Linked DNA regions of Gossypium arboreum: regions 2 and 3 are each linked to region 1. Evidence: chromatin contacts called from public Hi-C data. All regions are on one chromosome and are shown on one strand. Each heading gives the region's core, a stretch centred on a gene start, on an enhancer-like site or on the middle of the called end of the contact. The rest is flanking DNA. Distances are from core to core; before and after follow the strand shown. Region 1 holds the start of LOC108480437 (non-functional NADPH-dependent codeinone reductase 2-like). Region 2 holds the start of LOC108480815 (serine/threonine-protein kinase BRI1-like 2). Region 3 holds the start of LOC108465243 (transmembrane 9 superfamily member 2-like).

Region 1 (3,358 bases), core at 198-2,697:
ATTTAGTCCTTTTTCACAATTAAGCATGAAATCGATAAAATTAATTCACCAAAATTTTCATACTCTCATATAATTATGCCACAACACATAAAATAATATCAAAAATAATTTCTCTGACCTCGGGCTAGTGGTCCCGAAACCACTGTTCTGACTAAGCCCAAAATCGGGCTATTATAGATATTATCATCAATCCATCACAATTTGTGAAGACATTAAAGATACCTACAAAAGAGATCATGGAGTGAAAAAGAAGAAAAAAAAAACAAAAAGAGGCTAGTGGTAGCCAGTCCGGAGATTGGCACCTTCGTTGGGCAAAATACAAGAAAAGAAACAAGCAACTTGGAGAAAAAATAGAAATTTTTTTAGGGTTTTAGAAATTTTTTTAAAATTAAAATGAGAATTAAATATTACTTTATAATTGAAATGGTTATATTGGTTGGTAAGTTTTATGAAAGTTTAGGTTTAAATCCTATGTTTTACTAGATTTTGTATGAAAAAGATAAAAGTATCTTCAAAATAATATTTATTATATTTTAAAATAAGGCTTAATGCACACTTTAGTCCCTAAAATATACTGCTTTTCTCAATTTGGTACTTAAAGTTTTATTTTGCCTACTTCAATCCCTAACATTATTAGACATTCCTAGTTTAGTGACCAAAACATTGAACAGAGAAGGCCTGATAATGGTAAGGACTAAATTGAGAACATCAAATAATGTTAAAGATTGAAGTGGGCTAAGAAAAAACTTTAGTCACCAATGTAAGAAACCAGTATATTTCAAGAACTAAAGTGTGAATTAAACCTTTTAATTGTAGTCTTATAGTAATTTAAAAATTGAGTTAAAGCTTAATTGAGAGTGGCCAACTCAAACAAACTCTTTTAAATAGAATAGATACTCATTTTAATATTATTATTGTAAAAAACATTATTTAATATTAAAAACATATTTTTTTTAACAATTTCACCGTAGATTCTATCATATTTATTCTTTTTGAGACAATACTTAGAACTATTCATAGTCCCTCCTCAACTCATAAATAGGAGGATAATACGTTTCAGCATACTCAAACCCACCTCCTCCTATATTAACAACAATACACATACCAATCAAATTAAGACTCCATCAACATTAAAAACACATTTTTTAATCTCAAGCAACAAAACACAATCTCAAATCTCATTAACACCAACAAATTTGATCAATATCTTTACACGAGATTATATCAAGGTTGAAAATATTCTTCTTCTTCTTTCGATTTTCAAAGAATGGGGTGTTGGTCAATAATGAACACCCACTTATTCCCCGGGGGGGGGGGGTAAACGCCCACTTGTATTTATTTATTTAGATAGAATACTTTTTCTTTAAAAAAAAAAGAAGTAAATAGAAAAAGACGTCCATCAAAGTAATAATTAAAAAAGATCAATGACTCAAAAACTTTTAATATATATGAGATGGCATGGTGAAGGATATTATTGACAGATACAGTAAACATGGATGTCAGAACCAAAATGCAAAAAAGCAGTCCACAGTTGTCTACCACTTCATATCAAAGCGTCCCAACTTTCCCTCTTCATTCAACCAATGAGAAAGCTATTCCCCTTCTAGGTTTTGGCACAGCCGAATACCCTTTCGGTGCTTCCATTGATACCATGAAACAAATCATTCTCGAAGCTATCGAAGTAGGGTACCGTCACTTCGATACGGCTGCTCTTTACCAAACTGAACAGCCTTTAGGTGAAGCAATATCAGATGCTCTTCGTCTAGGGTTAATCAAATCCAGAGACGAACTCTTTATCACTTCCAAGCTCTGGTGTAGCGATGCACACCATGATTGTGTTCTCCCAGCACTCAAAAAAACACTCAAGTATTATCCCTTTGTTCCCTTGATGTTTTCAATATGTGCTTTTTATTGGTTTACTTATTGTTTCTTGATTTGTATAGAAATTTGAAGTTGGAATATCTTGATCTGTATCTGATTCACTGGCCAGTGAGCGTGAAGCCTGGGGAATATGAGTTGCCTGTTAAGAAGAAGGACCTTGTTCCTATTTATCTAAAATCTGTGTGGGAAGCAATGGAGGAGTGTCAAGCTCTTGGCCTAACAAAATCTATAGGAGTAAGCAATTTCTCCTGCAAGAAACTCGAAACTATCCTTTCCACTGCCAAAATCCCACCTGCAGTGAACCAAGTGAGAACCACTTTAATTTCTCCCTAATGTTTTGTATCATCTGCTTAATGTTTTTCAATTAAAATTAATAGTAAAGTAACTAATGATGGATTCGTATGAATTGATTTATGGGGTGAAAGGTGGAGATGAACCCAATGTGGCAGCAAAAGAAACTGAGGAAGTTTTGCGATGAGAAGGGCATACTTATCGAGTCTTACTCTCCTCTGGGGGCAAAAGGAACGCTGTGGGGAACAAATCGGGTGATGGAATGTGAGCTACTCAAGGAAATTGCCCAAGCCAAGGGAAAATCGCTTGCTCAGGTTTGTTTGAGATGGGCACATGAACAAGGAGTATGTGTGCTTGTGAAGAGCTTCAACAAGGAAAGGATGAAACAAAACCTTGATATCTTCGATTGGAAGCTCAGTGCTGAGGAGTCTCGCAAGATAAGCCAACTTCCACAGTGCAAAGGGTTTCCAGCTGGGGAATTTGTATCAGATGATGGTCCTTACAAGTCTCTTGAAGAGCTTTGGGATGGAGAGATTTGATTTTCATTATCTACTGGATTTATTACAAATAAACCAAATGGACCCATATGCAGATCTTTATAGTTTGATGGTATTGTGTATGTATGGGACCATCGTTTTACTGTATTGGAACCAGCATTTAGCAGACGAGAACTATGTGGGATAATAAAATGTGATTGTGGAGCATATTGAGTCAAGAGTCATCCTATTTTTCTGTTTGTCCTTTCTTGTGGAGTAACATGTTGCAAGTATTAGAAAATCACCGGAAAGTACTGAAAATAATTTTTTGAATTTTTCTTTACTTTGAAAAACATAAGTCATTTTCTAACGCAAAATTTTTATATAAAATTAACTTAAATAAAGTTTAATATTATTATATTAATAATAAATTTTTTATTTTTATGTTTAAAATTTATAAAATTAATAAAATATTAATATAAAATATTACAATTTTTAATATTATCAAACATACATATTTAATTATCTATATCTAATCATATAATAAATTATTAATATTATTTCATATTTCAATTTTATTTTAATAATAAATTTTAAAAAATAATTTTAAATAATATTCTATCATATATTATTGAAAAATTATTCAATATTAATATTTTAAATAATAAATATCTATTAAAATTATAAATATATTAATAATAAATATTTTG
Region 2 (3,526 bases), core at 912-3,411, 190 kb before region 1:
CTTCTGCATGAGTAAACGTTAAATAAAGAAATTCATTTTTGCCAAATTACTCAAAAGTTTTCAAAATTAAAAGGCAATACTTGGTATTTGGAAGCCTCAAGAAAGGTAGTGCCCTAACTTACTGGGTTGCGACTTTTCTCGTTGAGTTCGAATAGTCAAGTACCCTTCTAAGTTTTTAAGGTTTTCAAAATACGAGCAACTGTCTTGGAATTTCAAAGTGTTATGTCCTAACTTACTGGTTATAGCGTTTTGTCGTTTTAAGATAGGGATTTTCAAAAGGGCTGTCTTAGCTCCGAATGTCTTAAAGATATTGCTTCTTAACTTGTTGGATGTAATATTTTGATTCATTTGATACAAGTGAACCCTAATTTTTCAAAATTAAAATATTCTAAAGAGGATCAGATCTTAAAAATTTTAAATCTTCGACATTAAAGACACTTGATAATCAATTAGGTACCAATTTTTGGGCGTTACGAGGGTGCTAACCCTTCCTCGTGCGTAACCGACTCCCGAATCTATTTTCTCGACTTTCGTAGACCAAAATTAATGTTTTAAAACAAAACATTTTATAAGGTGATCTAATCACACCTAAAAAGATTGGTGGCGACTCCCATTTTCATTTTTCTTAAAGTCGATTCCCATTTTCCAAAACTCAATTTAAAAATGGTCTCGACAGTTTTAATGAGACACATTATCTACCAATGGACATTTAAGGGGAAGTGTTATGAATATCTTATTAAGTGGATATCCATCATGATCAAGATAAAATTTTGATGCATTTTAAATTTTAATAGTTATTAGAATTAGATCTCTACTTCTTTTATACTTCTTATGTCTATAAATAGAGACTTTGATGAAGCATTGTAATTATCTCTTTGATCAATAAAATACATTCTCTATTGCTTTCTTTGTTCTTTATTCTCTCCATCTCTCTTTATTTTATAACAATATTTAGATTTATTTATAATTTTTCCTTTATTTCTTAAACTTTGTTATCATTAAAATATTTTAAATACCGTTAATTATTTTAAATAAAAATAGTTTAAAGAATTTACTTCTCAATTAATTATAATTAAATTAAATAAGTTAATTTTAATTGAAGTAAAAATAATATAATTTAAGCTTATTTTATAATAATTCAATGTGATATTTTTTGTAATTAAAAAAAGAAGAAAATGAAAAATAAATATAAAGTAGACTGTTGATAGCAAAAGAGAGAATAATTTTCGTTTTACATAGTAGATAAATCTTAAGAGTATATATTTTTTTGTGAAAGTTGAAAGGATTTTAAACATATTTGCTTGGATGCACTTCACTTTTTCATCATACTTTTTAGAGCTAATCCAATTAGTTTGGTTAGCAGAGAGAAAAAGAGGGAGCAAATGGGGGCATCATCACTTCTCATGCAAAATATTCTTCCAGCCATTAACCACAAGAGCTAATTGATTGTTGTTTGTTTGTGGGCCTTCATTTTTATTCTCCCACAATTAATTTTCTTTAAAAACAATAAAATTCAATGGTTTATATAATTAATGTTTTCTCCCAAGTGGACCATATTCCCTTATCACCAATTTATGCTTTTCCTTCATTATTTCTTATTACGGCATAAAAAAAAAATCTATACATAATCCTTTTTACTTGTATTTGATTCCATTGGTTTTACAACTTTTTTCCAATAATTAAGATAAACAAGTCTTGAACTGGAAAGGTTTAAGAAATGAAAAAGTTTTACATCAATGAGAAATTTTAGATTCGAATTTAGTCTGAAATAAAATACATTGATCCAAAAAGATTGAATTGAAGCCAAGATTGGAAATGCATGGATGCCAATGGGAAACAAACAAAATGGATCTGTAATGTTAAAAGTTACATACAAATGGGACTGAATCTTCTTCATCTGATCATACATTTCTCAAATATGAAACAGAAAAACATTCTCTCTGACAAACAAACACTGACTCTTGGATCAATGATCACTCAACCCATGCGTACTCCAAATTTAACATTTTCCCCCCTTATTTTATGTAAAGACAGAGCTTGTCTGTGGGTCCTTTTCCTTTTGACCATATGTCAAATCAATGCTTTTGATTTTGATGTTTTTCTCTCTAGTCTACGTTTTCTAGTACTAAACCCAAATCCATGAATGTATGGATCAATGCAATGGAACCGTATTTGTTCAATGTATACCTCACATTCCACCATCATTTCCATCTGAAGTTCCCATTTTATTTTCTTCATATTGCTTTCCCATGTTCCCCTCCCTCCTTTCCTTTCTTTTTTCCCTTTTTCTAAAGCTTCTCTTCTGCTTTGCACTCACAACAGTTTCTCATCATATTCACCACTCCCACTCTCTCTTCTAAACATTGCACCCTCTCCCTCCCTCTTTCTCTCTCTCAATTGTGTGTTTCTTCAATGGAGGGGAAACCATTTCAGCTTTCCTATCATCTGCCTCTCATACTTATCTTTACAGTGTATATCTCAGTTTCAGCAGCGGAACAAACGGTTGTTCCATCCATCAAAACCGATGCAGTAGCTTTACTTGGGTTCAAAAAGATGATCGACAACGACCCGACTGGAGTTCTATCAGGGTGGAAGCTTGAAACCAGTCCATGCCTTTGGTATGGAGTTAAATGCTCATCGGGTAGAGTGGTTCAGCTTGACCTTAACCAGTGTAGCCTCTATGGCACCATCTTTTTCAACCCTTTGGCTTCTCTTGATATGTTATATTCTTTGGATTTGTCTGGGAATATGTTCACTGTAAATTCAACGACTTTGCTGCTCCTCCCATATGGATTGAAGCGTCTCCAGTTGTCTGACACTGGTCTTTTTGGTCTATTCCCTGATACCATTTTCTCCAAGCTTCCAAATCTTGAATACGTGAATTTATCCCATAATAATCTCACAGGGACTTTACCTGATAATCTTTTTTCATCAAATCCTGATAAGTTGCAGGTTCTTGATCTCTCTGCTAACAACATCACAGGTTCTATTTCAGGGTTGAAATTAGAGAATTCTTGCAATTCCTTGCTCGTCCTTGATTTGTCTTCAAACCGTTTTGTTGATTCCATTCCTGTTTATCTTTCGAATTGCACCAAGCTCACTGCATTGAATCTTTCACTCAATTCTCTCACTGGGGAGATCCCAAGCTCTTTAGGGGAGCTTAAAACCTTACAAAGGCTTGACCTTTCTTTTAACCATCTCACTGGTTGGATTCCTTCCGAGTTGGGGAATGCATGTGACTCACTTTTGGCACTCAGGCTTTCTTTCAACAACTTTTCAGGCCCAGTTCCCAGTTCATTATCTTCATGTTCATATCTTCAGATTCTTGATTTATCTAATAACAACATAACGGGCCCCTTTCCAGATTCTATCCTTGAGAATCTTGGTGCATTAGAGGCTTTGTTGTTGAGTAATAACATCATCATTGCGCCATTTCCTTCTTCGATTTCATATTGTAAGAGCTTGAGAATTGTGGATTTGAGTTCCAATAAATTCTTTGGGACCATTCCACCTGATATATGCCCAG
Region 3 (3,410 bases), core at 187-2,686, 190 kb after region 1:
CAGCTGTGTTCCAGATCCGAGAGCAGCAGCAAAGAGAGATTTGTACTTTGGGAAACGGAATACGTCTCCATGAATATACTTCCATCCAGTCTCTTCTTGATCATCAGCTGCTTCTTCATCTTGACCGTACCTGTTATAACAAATCAAATATTTATAGCAACAAAATGAAAGAAATAAAAGTAAGAGAATTATATCCAAATAAGGAAAGATATAACAGATCTCACTTAATGAAATCATTCTTCAAGACCCGCATGAGAATTGTTGCAAGGAAACCAGTCAAAAGGAGAACCGTCACACAAGAGTTGATAATTGAAAACCAATGAATCTCTAAATGATGCGGCAAAGAAGAAGACATGGAATATCTCTCCATCCTCTTCTCAAAAGGAGTATCAGTTTCCTTCCATTTCACAGTGTACATAAACTCAGCATCAACTTCCTTATCCTCAGTCAAGTCCACGAGCAAATGTGGATCCATCCTTGCGCTGATCTCAATAACACGATCCTTGTTATAAAGTACATCAAACTGAATATGCTTGTAAAGGTAATACTTGTACTCACTGGGATCAGCTTTTCCTTCCTTATCAACTTTGCCAATAAAACCCCAGATAGGCAAATCATCATAGTACATTTGGAAATAATAATCTTTTTCGACCGCCTTTCGGAAAAAGACAACCTCATCCTTTGAAAGTTTCTTCTTACAAACAACGGAAGAATCTTTTTCCTCTTTAAAATTCAGTTTATAAGGAGCACTGACGAGTCGATCTCCATTCAATACCTCACCTAATGCTTCTTTCTTCTCCTTTACATGATCTAAATTCCATTCCAAAAACCAACACCATTTATTAAATCTAAATTGAATTGCTTAAGATCTAATTTAAAAATAAAAACAAGAGAAAAAAAAGAACCTGGAGAACAGAAGGGCAGATCAAAGTAGCGATAGGTTTCACTGGAAACAAACAAACAAATAAATAATTTGAAGAATAAACCCCCAATCCAAAAAAATAAAAAGTTGTAAATATGAGATTGGAACTTGAATGTTCCAAAGGTGGGTATGGAATGAAGGCATTGAATTGTAAAGACGAGCAACAATCAGATCTAGTAATGAAGGAAGGAAATAAAAGGGTTACCACCTGGGGTTGTGGAAAGGGCCGACCTTGTTGGCGTAGAGAGGGACAGGGTCACCTTCTTTGTAACGGTGGTCGGAGGCGTCGGATCTAACATGGGAAACACAAGAGAGGATAAAAACTCCGAGGATTACAAAGGCCGGAGAGTTGCCAAAGTTTCTCATTTGGGTAGGATAATAATGAGAGAAAAAGGAAGATGTGTGAAAGGATTTGTGAAATTCTGCAATGCAATATATACATATGATGAGAAAAAAAAGAGAGAGAAACAAAAAGTGGGTATATCACATCACATATCATATACGGAGATATATAGCATTTTCTTTTTCTTTGTAAATAATATTAGATTATTTATTATAATAATAAAAAGTTGTTAATAATTTGAATTGAATCTAGATAAGCAAAATTAGATAATATTTACAGTAGAAAAAATTAGATGATATTAAAATGGTTAAAGTGTAATGTTAGTGTCTATACTTTAACTTAAAAAGTTAAAAATTCAATTCTTTTCACTTTTTCAATTTATAAATTTTAGTTTAGTCATTATCTTCATTAAAATTTCAGTTAAAATTTATCAATATAACATGTTTATTTTCCATCAATTATATGTCGCATTACATTAGGAAAACTTAATTAATATGCCAAATTAACAACTTTTAACCGAAAATACTTATAATTTTAATGATGGAACTGAAATTTTTAAATTAAAAAAGTGGGACTTAATTTGTAACTTTCAAAGTATAGTAATTAAATTTCAAATTTTATCACAATACAAAAACAATTAACATAATTTAACCTATTAAAATCCGTGTAAAGCCCATCACCTAAGGTAGTTTTGCCTCTTTGGTTTGGAGAAACAGTACGTAGTGGTGGAGTCAACCACCTGACTGTATAAAATAATGGCTATGTAATGACTTTTTTTTTTTACAAGAAAAGACGAGACTACAAACAGTTATACAATAACCATTCTTAGCATACTAACACCATGGAGGTCGTCACAAACAAGGAGTACTTCATATGGAGGCTGCTATTGAATTTAACAGTTACTGTTTAGTCTAAACTAAATTTTCAAAAGTTGAAATAGGAACTAAAATCAACTAAATTAAAGCACAATAACTATATCAACATTTATGCATAGTCCAAGGACTAACAACAAAATTTAACCATGGAACAAGTCGCTAAAAATGGGATGAATCAACTCACAATCTGATATGGCTTGGTTGTAAAGCTTCAACATATACTTTAATTTTTTTTCTTCTTTTTCCGTGGAAGTGAACTTGGTACTTGATGTGCCTGTTACAATCATCTATTCAAGCTTCGTAAAACATCCCAACCTCCAGACACTGCGGCAGCGGCACCCCAAGAACAGGCAGTGCAGGCCTACAGTTTTTGTGCAACACTTCGTAGAAGGCAAGCATGAATCTGTCAAAGAAGCTGGTGCTCTTGCCTATGTGAAACCTTGCTTTTCCTCGAACATGAATTACACCTGCTGTTTTTGCCTCGCTCAGTTCTGAAATCTCCTCTTGAACTGGCATATGATCAGACGGTAAACTGGAGCAGTTTTCTATATGCTCTTGCAAGCTATCCAAAACTTGACTAACAAAGTTGTCTCCTTCAAGGTTTAGGGAATCAGCATAACCATATTGAATCACACATGCATAAACTCCTCTAAGGCCCAACTCTTTCACCACAATCCTCTCATGTGGAGAAACTTTAGGAACCAGTAGATATCTAAGTGTTGTAAAAATAGTAACCTTGTGAAGCGATCTCATGTTTTTAGTATAATGTCCTAGGATGGGAGTCAATCCGTTTTGTATTTTAGTGTAAAAGAAGCACAATCCGGGAACCCTTTGCACACTCGGGTCAGATAACAGCATTCCAAGTCTTCCCAAGTCAATCTTGTGAGTTAGTTCATACTGTATCTTCCTCTGTCTCCCGTAGTACCAACCGAACATAATGAAGGCAAGTATAAAAGATATGGCAAATGGAATCCATCCACCTTCAGGAATTTTGGTCAGAACTGCACTAACGTATACACCTTCCATCATAAAAAAGATGATGAAGTACAATGCAACTAACAATGACGGTGTTCTCCATATAATGATCATGACCAGTGTCAACAATATAGTTGTTATGAGCATGACGAGACTAACAACAACACCTGAAAGCAAGATTTTATAAATTAGCAGGACTGTAAGAAAACATTTAATAGTTTGCTTAACCAGAAAAAAATAAAATGAAAAGATGCATTCATAATAGAAACAAGAATAAGCGAGACCGGTTTTCTTC

Evidence for each region. A called contact is a pair of places that touch in the nucleus more often than the background predicts.
Region 2: a Hi-C map of leaf shows a contact between it and region 1, with 6 times the contacts expected there. The contact joins the promoter of LOC108480815 here to the promoter of LOC108480437 in region 1. A contact is called at or near these places in 2 of 5 Hi-C or Micro-C datasets (both in leaf).
Region 3: a contact with region 1 is called in a Hi-C map of leaf, with 3 times the contacts expected there. The contact joins the promoter of LOC108465243 here to the promoter of LOC108480437 in region 1. A contact is called at or near these places in 2 of 5 Hi-C or Micro-C datasets (both in leaf).

What each region holds. Positions count from the first base shown.
Region 1 is chr1:44,094,481-44,097,838 of ASM2569848v2, reverse strand. LOC108480437 (non-functional NADPH-dependent codeinone reductase 2-like) reads left to right here and starts at 1,447. Exons shown (of 3, transcript XM_017783440.2): 1 at 1,447-1,866; 2 at 1,944-2,187; 3 at 2,307-2,949. The coding sequence starts at 1,493. The coding sequence ends at 2,711.
Region 2 is chr1:44,281,857-44,285,382 of ASM2569848v2, reverse strand. LOC108480815 (serine/threonine-protein kinase BRI1-like 2) reads left to right here and starts at 2,161. Exons shown (of 1, transcript XM_017783925.2): 1 at 2,161-3,526. The coding sequence starts at 2,413.
Region 3 is chr1:43,909,228-43,912,637 of ASM2569848v2, reverse strand. LOC108465243 (transmembrane 9 superfamily member 2-like) reads right to left here and starts at 1,436. Exons shown (of 7, transcript XM_017765567.2): 1 at 1,131-1,436; 2 at 906-946; 3 at 225-810; 4 at 1-130. The coding sequence starts at 1,288. LOC108465242 (probable potassium transporter 17) reads right to left here. Exons shown (of 8, transcript XM_017765566.2): 8 at 2,074-3,282. The coding sequence ends at 2,432.